Regions from separate parts of the Mus musculus genome. Here region 2 is linked to region 1. The links are chromatin contacts, called in public HiChIP or PLAC-seq maps. All regions are on one chromosome and are shown on one strand. The core of a region is the stretch at or near the end of the contact, and the rest is flanking DNA. Distances in the headings are between cores, read along the strand shown. Region 1 has its middle 94 kb from the start of Gm36520. Region 2 overlaps Hadh (hydroxyacyl-Coenzyme A dehydrogenase).

The links. HiChIP or PLAC-seq counts read pairs in DNA pulled down with a chosen protein or histone mark.
Region 2: an H3K27ac HiChIP or PLAC-seq map of regulatory T cells shows a contact between it and region 1, with 5 times the contacts expected there. The contact joins two enhancer-like sites. A contact is called at or near these places in 1 of 15 datasets of contacts at CTCF or cohesin (the NIH/3T3 cell line), 9 of 484 Hi-C or Micro-C datasets (the C2C12 cell line, MC3T3-E1-derived osteoblasts, the N1E-115 cell line and 5 more) and 8 of 115 datasets of contacts at active chromatin or transcription factors (astrocytes, double positive thymocytes, embryonic forebrain and 5 more).

The regions. Positions count from the first base shown.
Region 1 is chr3:130,943,315-130,947,929 of GRCm38.p6, reverse strand. No RefSeq gene overlaps it. Among named protein-coding and RNA genes, the nearest start is that of Gm36520, 94 kb to the right of the region's middle. Within about 2 kb of position 1,614, at least 180 of the 459 cell types and tissues checked have an H3K27ac peak or open chromatin away from gene starts, as enhancers often do. A contact at or near this core is called in regulatory T cells, where this site is marked.
Region 2 is chr3:131,236,526-131,241,477 of GRCm38.p6, reverse strand. It overlaps Hadh (hydroxyacyl-Coenzyme A dehydrogenase), which reads left to right. Exons shown (of 8, transcript NM_008212.4): 6 at 469-541. Among named protein-coding and RNA genes, the nearest start is that of Hadh, 33 kb to the left of the region's middle. Within about 2 kb of position 3,522, at least 12 of the 459 cell types and tissues checked have an H3K27ac peak or open chromatin away from gene starts, as enhancers often do. A contact at or near this core is called in regulatory T cells, where this site is marked.

The DNA of each region.
Region 1 (4,615 bases), core at 365-2,864:
CACCATTGTTAAACTATAACTATAGAATCTAAATATTAGTAACACAGGTACGTTAAATTATAGCTATAATCTTGGCAGTCAGGAACCCAGGAGACTGAGACAAAGGGATCCTTGCACGTTCTAGGAACACCCCCTGCCTCAGTTCATTCCATGGCTGGGCAGAAGCAGCCCAGGGTTATCCTATGCTAACATTCAATGCTAGAAAAATTGTTCTAATAATGAAGGAAGGATGTGTCATTAAGAATTGTAAGATTAAACCTAACATGTTCATGAGCTAGCTACACAGTGAGAGAGTGATGAGAACCACTTTGGTTGTCTCTGTCCACAGGACATCCACTAACATTTCTTCTGGAGCTAGCCTACAGGTGGTAGTTGTGTTTACAAGGGAGGGGAGTCCAGGTGTCTTGGCCCTGTGTCTGCCCTACGCTGTGACAGCTGAGTGGAGGATGTGGTTTTGTCGGGCCCACTGTAGAGGCGTATTATTGTGTGCAAGGTGTAATTGGGTATTGCTTCCTGCCTTCAAAGCCCAATCTTTACAGTTTCTCACCAGGCAACAGATCGGGGAATTGAGCAAGGACAGTAAAGAATGAACACAGCAGACTGTGTGTGACAGTAGACCAGAGCATATGGCAACACATATGCTTGGAACACACCAGAAAACGCAACATGCCCTGAGTCATAATCTCCTTGCTTCTGTCCGGTTGTACCTGATGGATGTTAACCTGCTTGGCGGTTCTCTTTATCAAAGGATGCGGTTTCCATGGGACCGTGGGAAGAGCAATCTCTCTGCTCTCACACTGGCTGAAAGGGAGCAGTGTTAGGATGAGAGAGGAGTCAGTCAGTACCTAGAAGGGTCCCTGTACCCGTTGTTCCCGTCCCCTGCTCAGTCTTGCAGATTGTATATGTGTGTAGCTGGGAGGGTGGGGGTGGCTGGGGGGTGGGGTGAACTGACCTGCAGACATACCCTATCTTTTGCCTTTCTTTAGATCCTGCCGGGAAGGCTGTTTGGGGGGCCAGGGAATGGAGCCCAGCACGCAGTATGCTGTTATGCTAAGTCTTCGAGCCTTGCCTAGACTGGGGTAGAGTTGGAGTCAGGGCAATGGAAAGGTCTAGTTGCCAACTGCGCCCTCCTCCAAAGCGCTCCTGCTGACTCTCCCTGCTCAGTCACCCCTTTGTTGACTTCCTATATTTTCACTCAGATGTGGTTTAGTGTTTTCTTTCCAAGGCATATTTTGCATGGAAGAATGCTTTCAGTGAGCTGAGGCCCTAATTGCCAAATAATGGTTGCCAAAACATGTTATTTTGGCTCGAGATGGTACAGAGCAGGAGGCGGTTTCCCCTCCTGAAAAAGAAAGAAAGAAAGAAAGAAAGAAAGAAAGAAAGAAAGAAAGAAAGAAAGAAAGAAAGAAATCCTTCCTCAGCAGCCCAAAAGGCCATTTGCAAACTCGCGACATCCAGGCCTCTGCCATGCCACGGAGCTTCCTTGAGTGAGGGTGACCACCGTCTCCAGCCATTCCCAGCCTCCCCGAGTCTCTTCCGGTGTCTGAGGAGGGGCTGTCTCCCAGCCTGGCCTTTGGCTGTGGGCACTGGGCTGAAGGAAGCCGCCAGGACTTGTCTCCTCCCCAGCCCCGCCAAAGGCTGCCTGCTCCGCCACCCGGCGAGTGTTCCCACCCGGCGTGCTCTCCGAGCAAGCGAGCAAGCGAGCAAGCGAGCGAGCGAGCGGCTGCCAGCTAACTGCAAACACCAGCCGCCCAGCAAGCACGGGGATTCCAAATAGAGACAAATCTGGGGCCCCAGGGGGAAGCTGGATGGAACTGATCAGTATGAGAGATATATCACTGCTAATTAAGTCCGGATCCCCTGGCTCCACTTGAAACAAACCAGGGAGGGATCAGGTTTTGAGAGCAGGTGCTGACTGGCTGCAAAACAGGAGTCCATCACTTGAGGAAAAGGTTTCTGCGTGCAGCCATGGGGGATGAAGTGGGGAGGGGTGGTGGTGGCGCACAACGGGACAGCGACCAGGAGCCCAAGGCTGTTCTGAGAAATGTCATTACGGGACAGAGAGCCACGAGAAGGGACTTTGTCTTAGGACATAAAGGAACTTGTGGAAAAACAACCCTTTAAAACCAAAATAACAACAACAAAACAATAAAACCTACTGCTGTAAGCAAGAACTCCGTGCCTGCCTCATTTTTTGTTTTCTGTTTTTTGTTTTTTTCCCTTTTGATAGCTGACTTACTTTCTTCTCTCGGATGGACAATGGAGTTAATTTAGAGGCGAGTAAACACTTTCCTGGCGACGCCAGAAGCAATTTCATTAGGGTCTGGACAATATGGGATTTGTTGCGACTCAGATGCTGGTCCAGTGTGGGCCCCAAAGCCACCCACCCACCCGGCTGCCTTCCCAGACTGCTGGAGAAAAACCTATTCTGAGTACCAGGAAGTAAATAAGCTTAACAGCATACACTTCAGGGAAGGAAGTGTGACAGTTGTCTTCATGAAGAGGAAATATGTTTATAAGGATCTAGACAGCATACACTGTGTTTTTGTTTGTTTGTTTTGTTTTGTTTTTTTTGTTTTTTTAATCTGGAACGTTTCCTTCACACTTGAAATTATTGTTCTCTTTTACAGTCAACCTGGATTGTCAGTGTTCTCATCTGAGGACTCTGCCAATCAATCCACAATGATTCTATGAAGTAAGTGTGGCTTGAAAAGGTTACGGTGACCAGAGATTTGAATGTCTACAGAGCCCATCTCTTACTGCCACAATGTTCCTTTTCCTCTGAGCTCCAGACTGCCATAAAAATAAAGCTGCTTTTTAGATATCAAATACATTGAATGAATGAATGAATGAATCTTGTGATGTTAAAGATTAGTCTTGCTGTGACCTGAGAAATTCTTCTAATATATGCAAAGTCTAGTATTCTGCAGATCTCCTGTTTGGGGGACAATATTTGTATTGAGTTTAAAGACATCATTCTGAGGGTCTTCCTTTGATCTGTATGAGGAATGCTCTTAACGCTGGTAGCATTGGGCCACATTGGGCATATTTAGCTGAAGTTGCTAGCTGTGGCTCCAGGAATCATTATCAACACAATTTCCTTTTTCTTATGACATGTAATCTTTTCCCTCTCTTCACACCCTAGTCTTCCAACTATTCTTGCCATTGGGTACCTACTGCTTTTGCGTTCCGTCCCTAGACTCTGAGCACAGGTTTTCTCTGGGTTGTATTCTCTGCTTTTCATGCTATTTATTAGTTTTATAGCAATAGAGCTGAGCACTTCCTGTGTCTGTCTTAGGATCATAGACATCATCCAGCCCTAAACAGAGAAGAGCCTGGGTCCTTGTTCCCACACCAACTAACCTGAAAAGGAACCCAGAGGTGTTCACAAAGCTCGTGTGTACGAGAGCCATTGTCTCATGAATGGTTATGAAGAGAAAGATGCATCTGCCGCGGTGGTGCATACTGCTTTTCCTGAGAGCAGAAGGGGTGGGCACCGCGGTTGAAGCAGAGTTGGGAATGCTCAGGGGAGGGTTTCATGGCCTGGTTTAGCTCTAGTTGTCCCTGCTGGCCCCATCCCACTGTCCTTTTTGTCCTCCACAAGGCTCTCATCCTTGGTTGTGACTCCTGTTGCTCAATGAAGAAGCCCTGTGGTTTTAGTCAATGTGGTTTTGCCAGAAGGCTTTGCTAGTGGCTGGAACCCAAGCAAAGGGGAGAGCCTCAGCTAGCGCTGGATCTGTAAACGCCCCCTGAATCTGTCCGTTTCTGGAGTGTGGTTTTTGCTGGGTTCAATTGTCTTTTGGCCATGTGGATGCTTTGTTTTGTTTTGTTTTCAAGACAGGGTTTCTTTGTGTTGCCTTCTCTGTCCTGGAACTAGCTCTGTAGACCAGGCTGGTCTTGAACTCACAGAGATGCGCCCGACTCTGCCTCCCAAGAGCTGGGATTAAAAGATATGTTCAACCACTGCCCGGCCAGCCATATGGATTCTTGCAAAAAAGATTTCCTCTACTCTTTAGAGCTTTGACCTTTATAATCAGCCCAAGGAATGTGAGAGAGCTGCACATTTTACCAAACTGATGTAAGATTTGTTTAGAGCTTCAGGGGAAAAAATAGGAAAGAGGTACACATTGCGTTTTTACAAGAGGTCTATTCAACAGCACGGGATATGGTGACAACAGAACAGGATTGGGCGGGATGCGTGCCTGGGGTCTCAAGGGGCTAAACTCAAAGAAGAGAGCAAAAGGCTCTGCATAAATCCCTGCCACCCGCTCTGATAAGGGAGACTGTGGCCTTTAAGGTCAGTTATATATTCTTAAGGAGAAATGCCAGGGTCTTGTAAATGTTTGTGCCTGACAAGATCTTAAAATAGACTTGAGTGAGTGACCACATGGAGCAGGGGGGTAAGAGCTTCATACAGTTTTATTACCCTCCAATGGGCAAATATTTGCCTCATGAGACACACCCATTCTCTCCAGAATAGTCTATTGTAAACAACGGGCTCCCTTTTACAAGAGCTGGAATCTTTATGATGTTTGGGAACACTGAAAGCAAAGGCTAAACAGCTTATTCGAATCTTGTCTTTCCGCCAGGAAAGCTCACCAGTTGATTTTTTTCT
Region 2 (4,952 bases), core at 2,273-4,772, 290 kb before region 1:
ACCTATTTGTCAAGCTCCGGACAGTGCAGTGCTCGTGAGCACAGAAAGGCTGTGAGGTCAGGCTAACTAGCTGGGCATCTCTGCCCTGTGGAGATAGTGGCAGGCCCTGTCTTAGGTATGCTGAAGTGAAGGGCCATTTGGACCCTGTTGCCACGGTGGCCAGTTTGTGTGTCGTGCGGTTGGGTTAGCTTAAAGGTACCCAGAGATGTCCCAAGGGTGGCTCCGGGGAGCCTGGCAGTGCCACTCCTTGGTGGAGTGCGTAAGACTGGAGCGACTCCTGACAGGGAAGAGGAGGGCAGGAGAGGGAAGATGCCTTACAAGACAGAGTAAAGAGACTTCAGAACACATTTCAGAGATGGGGATGACAGAAGCGGGGCCGCGGAATCCGGGGTAAGAAGGAGAGGTTCATACCGAACAAAAGGTAGAGCTCAGTGAAGCCCCTTACTGTCTTTCTCTGCCCTGCAACAGGACACTCCTGGATTCATCGTGAACCGACTCTTGGTGCCATACCTCATTGAGGCCGTCAGGCTACACGAGCGAGGTACCTGTCCCAGGCCAGGCGAAGGCCTGCAGCTCTTGGGCTATGCACAGGAGGTGTGGGCTGTGCAGAGCCTGGGAAGGGGCTTCTGCCTTCTAGCTCTGAAGGACTAAGCTCAGCTTTGCCCTGGCTTTAGGAATTTTTATCACTGGGTTCCCAGGGTCCCAGACCTCCCTGTGAGCCTCTGACACAGTCCAGCAGCAACTTCATCGATGATGCAGATCTTCACCCCTGCACTTCTGCCATTAGTTAACAGTTTACTATGGGGAGGGTGGATGGGGAGGTGACTCGGCTGTTGAGATGTGCACTGCTCTTCCATAGGGCCCAGGATTGCTTCCCAGGGTTCATGTTGGGCAGCTCTCAGCTTATGCACACACATACAAGATGCATGTTACACACACACACACACACACACACACACACACACACACACTACTAATAGTAAGTGTTTCTTGCTTTTGAAATAGATAGTAATGGAAAAGTTACCAGGAATGGGAAGTGAATGGCAGGGATAATACATGGTAAAGCCGTGGTCCGGATTGAAAAAAATCAGGAAGAATTGGTTTACACCTCATGATCTGACATGTGCTCCTTCTCCTAAAAAATTATTTGTGTGTGTGTGCTCATGTGTATGTATGTGTATTGTGTGTGTGTGTGTGTGTTTATGTGCTTGTGTATATGTGTATTGTGTACGTGTGTGTGTGTGTGTGTGTGTGTGTGTGTGTGAGTGTGTGATATACACCTGCATATCATGTCATGGCACATGTGTGCAGATGAGAAGACAGCTTTGTGGGGTTTGTTCTCGCCCATCTTTGTTCAGATTCTGAGGGTCAAACCCAGTCTCCCAGCTTGCATGGTACCTGCGTGCTTTTACCTGCTGAGCCATCTGCCTGGCCCTACACTGTCCCCTTCGAAGGTTGATAGAAAATGACTTTGCCAGATATAGAATCAGAACCCTTGAGACGTGGTCCCTGTAATGTGAGGATGGATGCACACTCTCCCTGCCTGACTCTCCCTGTTTCTGACGGGGAGAGTGTGACGTCTACACTGCAGGCAGACAAGCTACAGGGACCCGGTAAATGCAATCGCTGCTGTCGGTGTGAGTGACTTTGTTACAAATACTCTCAAGAGTGACATTTTCCAAACAGGGCATTTACACCAACTCTCCCCAGCAGATGAAAGCACGTTTGCCTCCTCGAAACCGGCTTTAAATATTAAACTGGCCTCCCTGCTTTATGGAAGCCGTCACCTACTTTTACTCCAAGATCAAACCAATGCTTCTATGTTTACCTTCAACAAATGTGCCCGATCACACCTCAGAGAAAATCTGTGGCATTTTGGCCTACCCTGAAGACATTTGGCTCCCCTCCCTCCTCCCTCCCTCCCTCCCTCCCTCTCTCCCTTAAGTGTAATGTTTCAGAATGTAGCGCCCCTTCATGGTGTTTTCCCTCTGAAACACCCTGTCCTGTGACACCACTCCCAAGTGCCAAGTATCTGGTGCTAAGTTGAAGACCATTTTCTTCATGTCCGTTGTCCCTCGGTGTTACCAGCCACCTTCTGTGCTGCCTCAGGAAAGGCAGGACCTGGCCCCCCAGGGGATGCTCTCAGTTTGCTCTTGCTGTTTCTCTGGGTGGCCTGTGGCCTTTCTCCGTTGTACATTTCTGGATCCTGTGTCAGAACATGGGTCTGTCCTGGAGTTGCTGAGTGTCATGTGGGTGCGTTTGCAGATCTTACCCTGTGGTCTGGACTCCAGTGTAATGTCCTCTTATAACGTCCCTTTGTCACTGGGTATTCAGTTGGCCAACTCTGAGGCGTGCTGAGACACATGCCCACTTTTTTGGGTTCTGCGTTTTCATTGAAGCCTTTAGATACCCCCTCTGTTGGTTGCTACCTGTCACCTTTGATCCCTCGATGTCAACGGTGTTCCTCTTCTCTCCCAGCCCCACCTCCTCCTACCAGGCCACCATACTGAGGCTCGGCCACACAGCTATCCTGGTCACTACATGCTTTCTCGGGTCTGTCTCCTACACCATGCTCGCCAAGAAAGTGGAGGACCCTGTTCCCTCTTTTTGTCCGTGTTCCCGGCTGGTGCGCTGGCTTTGTTCCCTGGCTCCTTTAGGGAGAATCTTTCTGTCCCGGCTTGTGTGTGTTTGTCCCTGCAGTTTGGTAAATGCTGTTTTGGTGGTAGAGCCGTCTGATGGTAGAAGGATGTCTGGGAGACTGAGCAGCTGCCGAATATCATGAGTGCCCACTGCACCTCTCGCACCCTGTGTAGAAAGTCTGAGCTCTGACAGCCTCCTGCAGTAGGCCTGCTTTTCACAGCGGTGTGCTGTCCCTGGCATCATCACTTGATGGGTACGGTGACGCCCCAGCTCTGAGGGCAGAGTAGCGTAGGCTTGGGAAGCTGTCGGCCCTGTCCTGAGCTCGCTCAGCTCTGAAAGGTCAGCGAGGGCGTGTGGTCAGCTCTCCTTAGGACGGCTGTGCTGTAGTAGCCTGGGATGTCATGAACTCACCTTCTTGTCACTGTAGGGTGTCCTAGGCACGCATACAAAGTGCCCACCCCCAAACTCCATACTTACCCTGGCTGGAGATAAATAGAACACTCTTCCGTAACTTGTGTACAAGCCCTGGCTGGGAACTCTTCTACCTCACCCTAAGATTCTGCCATCACCTCCATGTACATCATTCCATCAGAGCCCCAATGCTGTCCCTGAGCTCTAAACTGGGCATAATCCGCCATTGCTCTCTCTGATAGCTCTCCTAAGGGCCGTTTGCCTCCCTCCCCTATGGCACGCCACATCTGACTTCCCAGCTGTCGTCTTTCCTGGGGCATGATCAGAGTCCTCATCTTCATGTCCCCAACAGCTCACTCCAGACAGAGTGGGGATTTAGCCGCCTGTCAGGAAGGAGGGTCTGTCTGGCAGGGCTCCGCTCCTTGCTGGTTGGTCCTTGTAGCTGGAGCTTGTAGCTGGTAATGTTGAGACTGACCGGCAGGTGGTGCCAGAGATTTAGACAAGGACTCAACGGTGGCTGCAGGTCCCTGGTCTCTAGCCCCAAGCCTCCAGCCATCTAGGTTTGGAGGGTTTTGTTGTTGTTGTTGTTGTTGTTGTTGTTTTGTTTTGTTTTGTTTTGTTTTGTTTTTTGAGGAAACTTCACCTCATTGTCCTGAGTAAAGTTCAGGGCCACAGTATGTACTCAGGGGAGGTAAAGAGAGTGAAGCGGAGGTCTGTGTGGCTTTTTTGTTTGTTTTTTAAATGGAAGGGCCACCAGGTTCTCAGACAAGTACTGGGCATTGCAGGAATTTAGGTTTAAAGCATGCTATGTGTAACTCCCTCTTGGCCAACGTTTTGTATCTGTTGCTTTTCTATATTTTTCTCTTTGCCTATTTACTCTGATTTGCTTACGATTTTTTTTTAATTGTGTTGACTTTGTATAAGAGTACTGATTTTAAAAAAATACTTTGTGCCGTTCAATAATTTTGGAAATAGTAATAATTTTCAAGTGAGGATCTGAATTGGGAATTATAGTCTTGCCTTTGGCTCTGACTATGGGTTTGATTAAATGACTTTAGGTTAGGTTAGAAGCTGTTAGATTTCTGTCCCCGGGCCGTGTGCATTCTTTTGAGGGGACACTGCCTTTTTAAATGAGCTGTCAGTGTGGCTCTGACAGCTGTGGAGAGACACAGCGATGATGGGTGTTCTGGCTCTTGGGCCTAGCTGCTTCTGTTTCATGCGCTGCAGGGTGGGGTTGGGGGGTGGGGCGTGGGGGAGAGGTTCTGATTGGAGCCATGTGACAGAAGCCTAGAATAAGGCTAAGGCTTGAAGGTATAGGAGGGCTACTGTTCCAGGCCCAGGCCACGGCTTGCAGGAAGCAGACCTGGAGCAGGAGCCTGTAAGGGGGTTACGTCTGGCATCTGGAGGCCACTTTAGCATCGCGCGTCTCCACATCCTGAACAATGTGTGTGCGAGCTGTGGAGTTAGAGCCCGGTCTGTACTGCGCGTACCGGCTCATGTCCTCTGCGCATGTGCTGTAGTGTCTGTCTCCAGTGCCCTTCCAGCTTCCTTTGGGAGTCTCTGCACCCTTCAGAACCCCGGCCTCAGAGGCAGAGGACTGAGCTGGTGAAGTCTGAGTGCTTCTGTTCATCTTTGCCTGCACATCGTGAGCTGGTTTGGATGCTGCAGTGCTTGCCCCCCACCCCCACCCTGTTATGTCACCAGTAGCTTGAACACTTTGCCCATGTCTCATTGCAAGTGTCTAGTGGCCGGTACATAATAGATCTAATACTTCAGTGACGGAACACTTGCTTAGCATGCGCGTGACCCTGGGTTTGATGCCTCACCCTGCCGGGGGCTCAGGAGGGAGAATGGGGTGTTGGAGACCACGGGTGAGGTTCATGTGTGTGACTATTTTTTTA